3 separate regions of the Mus musculus genome follow, and all the other regions are linked to region 2. A link is a contact called in public Micro-C and promoter capture Hi-C data. All regions are on one chromosome and are shown on one strand. The core of a region is the stretch at or near the end of the contact, and the rest is flanking DNA. Distances in the headings are between cores, read along the strand shown.

The links. Promoter capture Hi-C pulls out the DNA fragments that hold promoters and counts their contacts. Hi-C and Micro-C count contacts between places; a contact is called where the count stands out from the background.
Region 1: a contact with region 2 is called in a Micro-C map of embryonic stem cells, with 5 times the contacts expected there. The contact joins the promoter of Yaf2 here to the promoter of Prickle1 in region 2. A contact is called at or near these places in 3 of 39 promoter capture datasets (embryonic stem cells, hippocampal neurons and liver), 14 of 484 Hi-C or Micro-C datasets (CD4 T cells, CD8 T cells, cerebral cortex and 8 more), 6 of 115 datasets of contacts at active chromatin or transcription factors (embryonic stem cells, extraembryonic endoderm stem cells, stem cell-derived neural progenitor cells and 1 more) and 1 of 9 other capture datasets (adipose tissue).
Region 3: a contact with region 2 is called in a promoter capture Hi-C map of hippocampal neurons, with 6 times the contacts expected there. The contact joins the enhancer-like site here to the promoter of Prickle1 in region 2. A contact is called at or near these places in 11 of 39 promoter capture datasets (the 3T3-L1 cell line, 3T3-L1-derived adipocytes, cranial neural crest and 8 more), 1 of 15 datasets of contacts at CTCF or cohesin (the NIH/3T3 cell line), 5 of 484 Hi-C or Micro-C datasets (the P5424 cell line, cerebral cortex, embryonic fibroblasts and 2 more), 13 of 115 datasets of contacts at active chromatin or transcription factors (the NIH/3T3 cell line, the SCID.adh cell line, T-cell acute lymphoblastic leukemia and 10 more) and 1 of 9 other capture datasets (embryonic stem cells).

The regions. Positions count from the first base shown.
Region 1 is chr15:93,334,526-93,338,673 of GRCm38.p6, forward strand. Yaf2 (YY1 associated factor 2) reads right to left here and starts at 2,410. Exons shown (of 4, transcript NM_024189.6): 1 at 2,232-2,410; 2 at 1,815-1,940. The coding sequence starts at 2,257.
Region 2 is chr15:93,593,180-93,597,356 of GRCm38.p6, forward strand. Prickle1 (prickle planar cell polarity protein 1) reads right to left here and starts at 2,723. Exons shown (of 8, transcript NM_001033217.5): 1 at 2,515-2,723.
Region 3 is chr15:93,895,187-93,899,187 of GRCm38.p6, forward strand. No RefSeq gene overlaps it. Among named protein-coding and RNA genes, the nearest start is that of 9430014N10Rik, 30 kb to the right of the region's middle. Within about 2 kb of position 1,980, at least 8 of the 459 cell types and tissues checked have an H3K27ac peak or open chromatin away from gene starts, as enhancers often do.

The sequences.
Region 1 (4,148 bases), core at 1,160-3,659, 260 kb before region 2:
CACCGTTCTGAGCACCTACTTTTAGGAACACGGTGTCCCTTAGACTTCTGGTGAGGGGCCCAGAGCCTCTTCAGTTTCAATCCAAATGACAATGCTTCTCTGAGTCCTCCTCAAGTAATGTTTCCACCACTAAAAATTGGATCTACTGGTTAAAAACAAAAACAAAAACAAAAACAAAAAGCCAGGGGCCTGCAGGTGGGTCTCAGGCCTCTCTAAAGCAGGCCCACTTCTGTTGTGGGCCAGCTCCCCTGTGTGCTACAATCCTCCTTCTTCCAGGAGTCAGGGACTCAGCCTGGTGCTTCTCTTCTGAGTGTCACCACCTACTCTACTTCTCGGGGCTCCTCTAACCCCAAGACTGGCTGTGGAGTAGGACACACCAGCTTGCCCCCATCCTTGCTGTCCCTGCAAATAAACAAATAGGCTCTTCTAATCCAGTGTTCGTCTAAAAGTATGAGAGGATACAAGTAAAAACAAAAGCAAAAAAAAAAAAAAAAAAAAAAAAAACCCAAGTCAAATGATCTCCATATTGCTCATTTACAAATACACATATATTATACACTAAGCCGTTTCCATCCTTATATAGACATATACACCGTGCTTTCCAAAACACTTAAAACGTGAGTCCAGAAATAGCAAGTAGTTTCTCTTTTTAGAATCTTTCCTTGAACTTAAAAGGGATTTAAAACCTTGCTTTTTAATAGACACCAAGAAATACTAAAAATATTGTATTCAATGTAAATGAGAATTCGTAGTAAAAACCTATTGAGATTTATGACAGGTATGTCAAAAACAACCAGTATTGTAGAAACAATAAAATCCTGACATGTCTCTACACTTACAATGTTAGTAAAATTCTATAAACTGAGTTTTTAAAAAAAAAACAGGATACATCATTTTTAGAAATAACTTTGACTATTTAGAATGTCAAAATTATACAGGCCCTCTGTTTCAAACAGAAAATTCCCCGTATTCTGTAATCATTTGTATTTGAATAGGCTTCATAGCAGCAAAATAAATGCCTTACTTAAATATTGCTACAAATCACTGTAGAAGTGGATTTAAAGGCGGCCTTCCCAAGGGAACTATGACCAAGTGGAGACAGATCAAGAATGCTACTGAGTTCGAATTTCCTAAATTTAACTCTTTTAAATGGTTTTTTTTTTTTTTTTTGGAAAGACAATTATAATACTATATGCCTACCATACAACAAATCCAGGGCCGGCAACAGACAAAGATCATGTCATCTCGTTTGTGTAAAAATATCCAGGCACTGGAGTAAAACTGCGTTGCTGGGTTCACCTCCCAACCAACTACTTAACTGTAAAAAATTATTACAGAAATAGAACAACAACAAAAAAAAACCCAGACGCGAAACCTTGGCCTGACCCTTTCCGGACATCCGTTACTAAGAAAGTTTAATCCATTACGATCCTACAAGCGATACTTTTTCCCCAGGGGGACCGAGTGACATCGCGGCCTTTCCTCCGTCCCCTCCCCCGCCCCGGCTCCCCGTCCCCGCCCCCTCCCCGCACACTAACACCACAATGCGACCAGCGATCACGGTCTCTGCGCCCGGCTGGGGAGGGGGCACCGCACCGGCCACGCATGGAACGGCACGGCACGGCAGCGGCCGGCGACCCCCATGGATAATTCATCCTCCGCAGCAGGCGCCACCGCCGCCGCCACCGAGCCCTCGCCGCCAGCCGCGGCTCAGCCGGGTCGCGCCCCACCGCGGCCGCCGCCTGGCTGGCCGCCCCGCCGTCCCGCGTCGCGCGGGGGGCCCCGCGGGGGATCCACGGGCGCGCCGGACTCACCGGGTGGAGGTGCCCTTCCGCACATCGCACATCATGCACTTGAAGGCCTCGGCGCTGTTCCGGAAGGTGCAGACACTGCAGTCCCAGTAGCCCTCATCCGAGGCGGGCTTCGGCTGCCGCTTCGGCCTGCAGGACACAACCGGACACGACGCAGCGCGGGGTCAGCCGCAGGCCGCGCCCGGCCCCGCGCCCCGCCCCGCCCGGCCCGCGACCCCCGCCCCGCCCGGCGCCGCGCGGGGGAGGGGAGCGCGGCCGCTGACCCCGGCCGCCATCGCGGCCCATTGTGGGCAGCCGCGCGCCCCGCCGCGCCGCGCCGCACCCCCTCTCCCCACACACACGCGCGCGCCCCGCGCCGCGCCGCTCCACGCCACGCCACGGGACCCCGGGCCGCGGGCGCTCCGCCGGCGGGCGCCCTACCTGGTGGGGCTCTTCTTGTCGCCCATGCTCGCTGCCGACGCGCGCCGGTCTGTCAGCGCCGGGGTGAGGGGCCGGCGGAAGCGCGGAGGCGAGGGGGCGGGGAAGGCCGCGCCGCGAGCTGCAGCCGCCGCCGCCGCCGTCGCCGCCGCCGCTGCCGCCGCCGCCGCCGGATCCCACGCAGCCTCCAGCTGTCGGGGAAACTCCTGCCTGCGCGCACGTGACCCGCGCCGGCCAACCAGCGGCCGCGCCGGAGACTTCAAACGCGGGGAGCGCGGCCCAGCACCGGCGGCGAGTTCGCGGCGCCGCCTCCCTCCAGCTCGCCCGCCCGCTGGCTGCCCCGGAGCGCTCCGGCCGTGGCTCGCACGCCCCGAAGGGCGCGATGGCAGGCGCCCGCAGACACGCGTGCGCCCGGCGCGGCGGGGACTGTCATCCTTCCTTCTGGGGAAGCGACCCAGAGGCTCGGGAGAGGTTCGGTGCCCTGCTCTAGCTTACATAATTCAAACGTGACGAAACCAGGGTCTGATCCGGTTTTAATTGCAGCGGCGTCCTCCTGGCCTCACGGGGCTCTGCAGTGGCTTGTTATAAAACGGACGCTCGTGAGCCTACGTAAGGCAGACGAGGTTGCTTGTGCCCTGGACACCACCTCCCCGAGTCTCCTTACTCCAGCCTGTCGGGGATACACACCTCGCCTGCTAGACCCAAACAGCCATCTCGCTGGTCCTTGAAGCTCTGCTTCCCACCTCGCCGATCTGGCGGGTACCCCACAACCAGAGTTAGCTTGACATCCCTCTGATCGAGGGGCGACTTTAGCATGCCAAGTCGGTGAACCGTCATCAGGAAAGCTGCCCCTGAAGAAAGGAGAGATGAAATCCATCCCTTCTCGGAGCCCTGCCTTCTTCTGCCTTATTTGGGTGTGCTGATGGAGGCGTTGTAGCCTCCGCATCAGGCTTAACTAACTGAAGGGGACCCAGTTCAGGCACTGCGTACTTAACAGTTGATCTGACTGTGTGGCTCCTGGGATACTATAAGGTTGTTTAGAAAATGTATCCAGCTGGGCCAGAGCAGGATGGAGCAAATTTTCATCATGATACTCAGAGTGAGATGGCAACTAAAAACTTGAGGAGTTAACTGTTTAGGAAGTCCTTAATATTTTGAACTATATCGTCTGTGGGTAATTGAAACAGGAAAGCAAAACTCCAGCAAAAGGGAGACTACTGTATTGATGTGTTACTTACCAAACAAGAGTTAATAACCAAACTGGAGGATGCTCTCCTTTTTATCATTGGGAATATGATATTAATTGGGGTAATTAAGAGGGAAATAGGCTTCAAGCTTCTGAGAAAAGAAAGTCAAAATGAATTATAGCAGAACGGGTGGGAGTATACAGCTCAGAGATGGAGCACTTGCACAAGGCACTGAGTTACTAGAAATTTGGAAAAGCATTTAAAAGATTGTTTTATGTGGGGTTTGCTTGGGTGCTTAGTATTACTTTATTTTTGCAGAATAGAGAGTCTGACTTAGTTGAGTGTAAAAGTTATATATTAGAGGTTGCGTTAATTTTCCAAGATAAAAGAGGCTGAGTGGTTTATGCAATGGAAATGTTTTTTCCCATAATACTGGAGGCTCCGAGTAGAAGATAAAGATGTCAGGGCTGCTTTCATCCAAGGCTCCACTTTGCTTGCAGATAGCCATCTACCTAGGTCCCACCTTCAAAGGGACATCTTTGTATGTGAGTGCCTGTATCCTAATCTCTTTTTATCACTTCTGCCTATGCCATGCTCTCTTATAAGGACGTCACTCATTGGATTAGCACCTACATTAATGATCTCTCTCTCTCTCTCTCTCCTTATATAGGCATCGGTGTTTCTCCTCCATGTATGACTGCGTGCGTGTGATGGTGTTGAGTCCCCTGGAACT
Region 2 (4,177 bases), core at 1,473-3,972:
TCCAGCCTTAGGAATGTCACTGGGGCGGGGCTCACCCATGGTGACCAGCACTTGCCCAGGTTAGCCCACTGGTACAGCAAAGTCATCACTTTGCAGAACTTAGCCTTTTTGTGCGCTACTGACAAGTTACTGTGGACTTTAAAAGAGATTATCTAATCATAATATTTCACAAATTTACGTCCCAGCTCACTTTTGAAATTCCCTGAGGAAACTGTAAAATTTAACTCCGTTTTTTAGGGCCAACTCAATCATATTCCAGCTGTTAACTGCAAACTTTTTTTTTTTTCTTCCTAGCTTGTATTAGGTGTTCCTTTCATAACCCAAGCTGACTCATTACAGCCAAGAGTGAACCCATGGTCTTTGGTTATAAAAAAAAAAATAATAAAGTCAACCCTTTAAGCTTCATTGGGCAGAACTGGTTGATTTGTCACTTTAGTGACATATAGCAGTTTTCTCTTCAAAAGAGTCCATGAATCAACAGGCTCACTCCGTGGTAACTCTCTAACTAGAACTAAATTAAGAATGAAAAAAAATTAAATTACTAAACTCATTCACTCATATCAGCCTGTCCATCTTTAGACATCATTCTGCGTACCCCCTCCCCTCCCCCAACTGCCCTTCCTTTCTAGGGCCTATTTAGAAACATGAGAATTCATTCACAAGTCATAATTATTATTTCAAATTATCAGTAAGTATGCTATCTCTTAACTGAGGGCAACACATCCATTTATTTCTAGTGCCTTTTGTGTATAGCCCTTGCAGTGTTAACCTTTAAATCTTTAGTATAAACATTTCTGGACGCGCTTATAAAATATCCCGACTCCCTGGTTGATGGCATTTAGGGCTCTCTGGTACCAGCAGGTGTTATATTTTTCTTTCTTCCGGCTCCAGCTGGCTCCAGTGATAGATTCTTGTTCCAGCCACCTAGGCTAGGACCACATTGGAGGCAAAATGAACCCAGCTCTACCAGACAGCAAGATAAATGGCTGTTGTTTAAGTTTTAAATCCCCTGGTGGGAGTAAATATTGTTCTAGGGAGAAAGGCTTGACAAACATTGCGTCATCCTTACGGAGCTGTCTTGATTAAAACAGAATTTTTAGATTAGGTTGGTCTTAATCTAAAAGTGTATCTATCTTGCTGTCAGGGTTTTTTTTGGTCCTCCCCCCCTTTCTATTCTAAAAACAGACATATTGTTAGGGATGGTCAAACACGGCTGACACCTCCCAAGGGGCCCGGTCCCACTCTTGGTAATAGAAGGCCTCCGAACACTGATACTTTACTGAGGATAATGGCGACAGCAAAGGCTTAGTCAGAAAAAGGCCAGTTGTCACCTAAGTGACAGGCAACAGCTGAGCTCACACATCTGGAGCTAGAGGAGGGCAAACCTTTGCAGCCCTCACTCTGTCTACACCTTGAGCCTGTCTGAAGAGACAGATGAAGTTTCTTTCGTCCGAAAGTACATTAAAAATATCTGATGGCGAACCATGTCAATTATATAACATCAGCGCAGACACTGCCTTCCCAAAGCGCTGATTAAAACCAGGCGGCAGACAGAACTGTTCAGGGACAGATAGGAGATACAATTTCATCAAGTATAATTTGTCATTCATAAAACCTACCCTAAAAGCCACAAATGCAACATTCTTTTTTTTTTTTTTTTTTTTTTTTTTTTTTTTTTTTTTTTTTTTTTTTTTTAAACAGCACAAGTGCACTTGGGCTCCGCCAGCGATTTTTACACATGCTCCTTTTAGGCCGGTTCGCGGTGCGTTCTTCTCCTTGATCCTGGCTGCAGTTCTGCCTCTGACACGTTTTAAAACCAGGAACCAAGTGCGTCAGGCTTAAGACTCTGAGTCCTACAGGGGCGGGCTGGGACTCAAAGCTGTGCCAGCCGTCCCCACGACCTCCCGGGTACACCCCCCGTCTTCAGTCTCCCGAACGCAATCTGTGGACAATTTTCCCAAAGTCCCAAAAATAACACGGCCCTGCCAATAGTCGTTGGCGATGCCGTTTGTTTTTCTTAGAGGGCAATGAAAACTCAACAGCTTTCTGCTGCATCCCGAGTCCCGCTCCTGCTAATTATTAACAGACCTAGTTTCTTCAACTTTTTCTGCCAGAAGGGAGGACGTCGCGGCTCCCCTCCTCTCCCACGGGCGAGCTGCGTGCAGAGCAGGGGTCTCCACCGAGGGCAGGCTGCGGCTGCCTCTCCAGGGCAGGCAGCCCTTCCCGGGCACGCTAGGCGCCTAGTCTCCCCGCCGACGCCAGTAGGTGACAGGCGATCCTCAGCCACTCACCCTCGCCTCCCCGATCTCGCGTGGCCGGGCTCCGGGCCATGCAGCTGGCCTCGGCGCAGGGGGAACCTGGCTGCCACGCAGCACGAGGGGGCCGTGTGCCCAGCCTCTAGGCAGCCACAGCCCAGCAGCTCTTCTCGTGCGGTCCCCGCGCTCCCAAACCGCCGGACGTCCCACCCCGCGCCGTGACAACGCGGCCCGAGCCGCGGCGCCCCTCGCCACTCACCCCACGCGCGAGAGGCGGCCGCGCGGTCCTCGGCGGTGGCGTTGAGAGCTGCGGTCCTCCGCGTCAGGCGCGCTCCCGCGTGCGCAGCCCCGGGAGCGTCCGCAGCCGGGCCCGTAGCGCTGCGGCCGCGCGGTCCAGGTCAGCGCAGGCGGCGCGGGGCTTGCAAGGTGGTGGCGGCTCCCGGGCCGCTGCTCGGCTGCAGGCGGAGTGCGCGCTCCAGTCCCGGCCGCTGCAGAGCACCCGCCCCCGGCCGTCGCGCCGGCGCCAGCGAAATCCCGGAGCGCGGACGCAGGGGATCCAGGCGGCTCTGCGCGCCCACGCGCACAGTGCGGGGCCGCGATCCCTCCCGCGAGGCAGCACCGGCCGGGCTGCGGTCTGCAGGCCCGCCAGTCTCCGCCCCGCCCCGCCTCCGATTCTGTGCCCTTTTTAATGCTGTTGCCCAGGTTCAGCCAATAATCCAGATGGATTGATTGCCAGATAGGAAAGGTGAAGGAGAGGAAAAGGCGAACCCAATTTCCTCTGATCAAACACTTTGATGGGGTCCCTATTAGGGTTCCCTTTCCTTTGGGGGCGTGTACAGAGGGCACGAGTTAATTAAACTCTGAATTCCTTCCGGAGCTCTCGCCTCTGATAAACCCACCTGGACTCGATCCTATTTTGTGTAATTCCCCAGACTGGCCTTACTTAAGTCAGCTCCACAGCCAAGGGGTGAGATTTCAGATCAGGAAGGCCAAAGTGATCGTTTCAAGGAAAAAGCCTGAGGGTTACAGCTGAGGACCCTCGAGGACCGCGGTGTCTGGGGCCAGGACCAAGTTAGCAGGGTGCACTAGATGCAGGGTCCAAAGCCTTCATTCCACCATGAGGATAATTTTTCATTGACCAAGCCACTCTCCGTGTTTTCACTGTACCCGGTTCCCAGGGCTGGGCTGGGCTGGGCTGTCAGGCTCAGTCGCCCACGGTCAACAGGGACTCTGGCTGTTTCAAAGTTCTGCCCTGACATTTGCAGGGCCCCTTAAACCTTATCCTCTTACCTTCTCTACTCCCGGATCTGTGGAATGGACACTATGATCCCATATCTCAGAGGGCAGAGCCCACTGCAGCTGGTAATGACAACTTGACATGTGTCCCTACAAAGCTGGACCTTTGTGGACCTCCCTATGTCTTCTAAACCTTCCAAGATGCTGAAAGAAGCATCCTCCAGGACGAGAAGGCTTTGAGTGTTGCGAGTAGAGAGGATGACCTTGATTGATGGATTTGTATCTCTTTGAGGATAACCAAAGCTGACCGACCATTTTAGGACTTTCTCTGGTAGCAAGCATTTTCCATTTCTTTGGTGGCGAAGCAAAGAGAGCTTCGTTAAAAATGAAGCCAATGGATTACGAAGATGTAAAGTGACGATAACTAAAGTCAAACGAGGGAGCTCCAAAGCTAGAGTCTGTTTTCCTCACCTCTTACTCCTCAGTCGGTTAACATCCTGGATGCTACTGACTGGCACAGGCTGCTGCTATTGAAACCCTCTCCCTCGTGACCCAAGCCTTTTCGCTCCTCAGCATTTCCTTGGCCTTGGCCTTTAAAGTTGTATCTCTTCATCTTGTCCGTACAAATACTTCTTTTAAGCTATAAGCATGGAGATACTAACTAACCTTTCTGCCGGAGAAAACCG
Region 3 (4,001 bases), core at 730-3,229, 300 kb after region 2:
TGGACCACAGAGATATAACCCTGACCCTACAGCATTATCATATAGAATGTCTGCCATAATGTATCATTTGATACCCCGCTACAGTCATACCATATGGAACCTTCTCAGTAGTAGTCCAAGGAGGAAGGGTATTAGATCATGTTGAACCATCAACTTAGTTAGCCTGAAGCCTGTCAGATGGGATGAATATTGGAAGGTTAGTGAGGAGACAAATCAGTGGGAATGTAATTTTATCTATAAGACACAAACACTGTACCTAGCTCATCACACATGATCTAAGAATACGGACACACCACTTTAAGGAGGGAGTGCTTGAGAGTATGTTAGAAAGATTAACATATAACCATTGCTGTTTGAAATTATGTTTTTTTCCTATCGCCCATCCATTCTGGCTTTATAGAGCAGAGTTTATATGTTTCTATGGTTTTGGCAATCCATATGAATTTTAGAAAAAAATTATTAGTCACTTTACCTTTGTAGTTTAAAAAAAGATGCGTTACGATTCATTGTGTGTGTGTATGTGTTGGGGCATTATATGGACATGTATGCAGATGTTGTGGAGGTAACAGAAAAGGGTGTCAGATACATTGAACTTAGAGTACACACACACACACACACACACTCATACACACACAAATACATACATACACTCATACACATACACACAAGCTCACTCTCTCACACACACATACTCACACATACTAATACATACATACACACACACATACTTACACAAACAAATACATACATACACTCACACACATGCATACTTACTCACTCTCACGCACACACTCTCACACACATACATACACTCACATACACGTACATACACACACATACATACACACATACACACACACTCATACACACACTCACACTCATATACACACATACACACACACCCTCACACACATACTCACACACACATATACTCACACACATACATACTCACACACACACACACACACACACGCAGCACACGCAGCACAGACTCACTTTGGCAACTGAGGGAGGATGAAGGATTATTTCTGTTTCCGTAGAGAATCACTGAGCAACAGGTAAGAGTTAAGTCAGGCTCTGTAACGGAACTTTTGAAAATCACGGCAGAATAAAAAGCCAAGGGTGGCAAAGCACCCAACAAGGGTGGCCAACAGGTAGAGGGAAGTTTTCTGAGTGCAGTGAGGCACATGTGTGGCACGCACAGGCCGCCGCATCTGGAGCTCTTTGCCCAAGTTGCTGTGCAGAGAAGGGAGTGGCCTGCATCCTGGCTGACAGGTTCTCCGAGTGTCACTCACCCGTAGGTCAGCTGACCCAGGCATGGGAGACCTCTGCCAAGAGTGCAGAGCTGAAATGACCCCCAGAAGTAGTATATCAAGAAGCTTGGGAATCTTAATTTAGGGATGTCTCTCCCCAAAATATACCGGAGGCCATATTCAAACGCTTATTTATGGAATTTTATAGGAAAGCATTGCTCTACCACATATGCTACTATTTCAAGGCTGCCGATCTAAGCTCATTTACAAAGCTTAGAAAAACCAGAGATTTGAAAGTATTTCACATCTGTTTTCCTTAAAATAAATGGATGACAGAGGGATTAGTTTTTCCTTTTGAGTTATTCATCAGAGTCTGCAGCAGGAAGAAATGGTTCTGATTTTTGCACAAGGAAAGCAAAAATGTATTCCCTCTCCTACTCTGGACCTTCAGTTAAAACTCTCCAAAAAGACACCAGGTCTTGTCCACCAAGCCAGCTCTAGGTTCCCATTGCTTCAGCGTAAGCAGGTGAGTCTGTCTCCCCAGAAGCCCGGATCCAATGCTGGTCTTGAAATGAGAAAGGCTGACTTCCCCAGCCTTGGACTCCAGTCTTCTGCAGTGATGATCTGACTCGTTTGAGTCAATTGTGTATTTTTTTGCTTGTTACAAGCCAAGTTGGAAACTAAGTTCTGAGAACACAAAGTCAGCCGAGCAACTCCTCCCTCCCACCTAGAAGAGGCCTAATCCAGTGGGGAAGGAGGAAGACTACAGACATGTTGCAACACACCAGTCTCACACTAAAGAAGCCTTTTGTGTAAGTACAGGTAGAGGCCGGCTCCTAAGGCATGTATTTCTGGAGAATCCACTTTAGGGAAAGCCTTGTTCTGTAGCCACAGGAGAGACAATTGAACAAGAGAGAACCTTCCCTCTAGAGATCCAGTGGCCTCTGTGGGAGGAAAGTATAATGGTGAATCACTCAAATAGCTTATGACGTCTGCTCTAGGTCCTTAAAAGTTTTGTCTGCACATGTACATATATGTGCGATGCACACATGTATGTCTGTGTGCTCATGTGTGTATAAGCACATGCGTGTGTAGGAGGGCTCCGTGCTTGTGGAAGACTGAAGTTGATATTGAGTATCTTTCTATATCACTGTTCAACTTATTTTCTGAGGCAAGGTCTCTCACTGAACCTGGAGCTTGCCAACTCTGGCTACTCTAGACAGCCAGCTTAATCTAGAGGTACCATGTATCCGCTTACCAAGTGGTGGCATTACAGGTGGCTACCTGTCCTCTTTAGGTGTTTACTGCTGTGAGCAAATATGACCAAGCACAATTGGAGGGCTGAAGGGTTTGATTCGCTTCACAGATGACAGTCCATTATTGAGGGGAATCAGAGCAGGAAGCGAGACAGAGGTCACAGAAGGAGTGATGTACCTCTCATAGCTTGCCCAGTTGTATCAGTCCAGTCTGATGTGCTGCTAGAAAACTGCACAGAGAAGTCTGAGCAAAGTGTTGGGGGCCCACTGGCCTGAGACTGGAACGTTTGGGGCCCCTCAGGCTGAGAATGGCCTGGGGCTGGGGCTGGAAGTTCTTGGCTTAGCTCATCAGCAAAGGTAGCAATGGTTGTCTAGAAGCACACAGAGGCCTTCTATGGGAGACTTAGGTGGTTCAGCTCTGTAGGTGAAGGCCTTCTCCATATTCCTGATGACAATGGTAGATGAAAGAGACAATCCTTGCTTCCAAACTGTTTATTGGTTGTTGCAAATTGGATGTGTACCCATTTCTCAGGGTGGGTCAGAGTTTAAATACCTTTTGCAAGCAGGGATATCTGTGAAGAGATGCTTCTTGGCTAAACCCTCGGGGCTTCTAGGTACCTCATTAGCATGGAGGACCCTGTTTTGGGCTACGTGGCCTATGTAGGGAGTGTGGCATGAGCAGTGTTCCAGGCTAGGAATCTGGCAGGGAGTATCGGGGTACCCACAGTCTAGACTGTGTAACTGAGTTTCCGGGGTCTCAAACCCACTCTACCTTACCAAGTTTCCTAGCCCACATTAATATAGGCAACTCATTTCAAAACATATAGAACATTTGAACTATGAATATAATGCAAGACTGTTGCGGCCGGCCAGCAGCTCGCAATGTGAACGGTTCGACTGAGATGGCCACTCGAGCTAAGGGAGGAACTAGACGTGGAGAAAGAAGAAATGGAGCCAAGACAAGTTCATCCTGTTCAAAGCTCAATTTTACTAGTTCTGACATTCAGTTATAAAGGAAGGGGGAGGGAACCCGATTCTCGCCAACTGGTCTTGGGGTCCAGTAGCAGGGTGAACAAGTGTGTGGCTCCAAGCAGCAAAGCGGCACTGTCCAGCAGTGGGCGTGGCAGAACGAATGAGCAGGAAACTCCACCCCTGAGCCAGCAGGTTCCAGGCTGGGGGTGGGGAGGCTACACAAGACAAAGGACCTAAAAGAGTGAATGGACTTAAAATAATCACTGAAATTATAGCGATCGAAATTAAAAGGACAGTGAATTGTAGTCACTTAGACAAAGCTGAAGAGAGAATTAGTGACTAGGAAGTATTAATGATCAGGAAAACCTCTGAAGAAATGAAGAATGCAGCGAGAGAAAGAGATGCTATAGTATAAAGGAGAAACCAAGAACCAGGACAGAGTCAGAGGCAGTGCAGCGCTTGCATAGGTGAACTTCTAGGTGAAGAACAGAGATAATTCGAAGATGTAGTATTTGAAGAT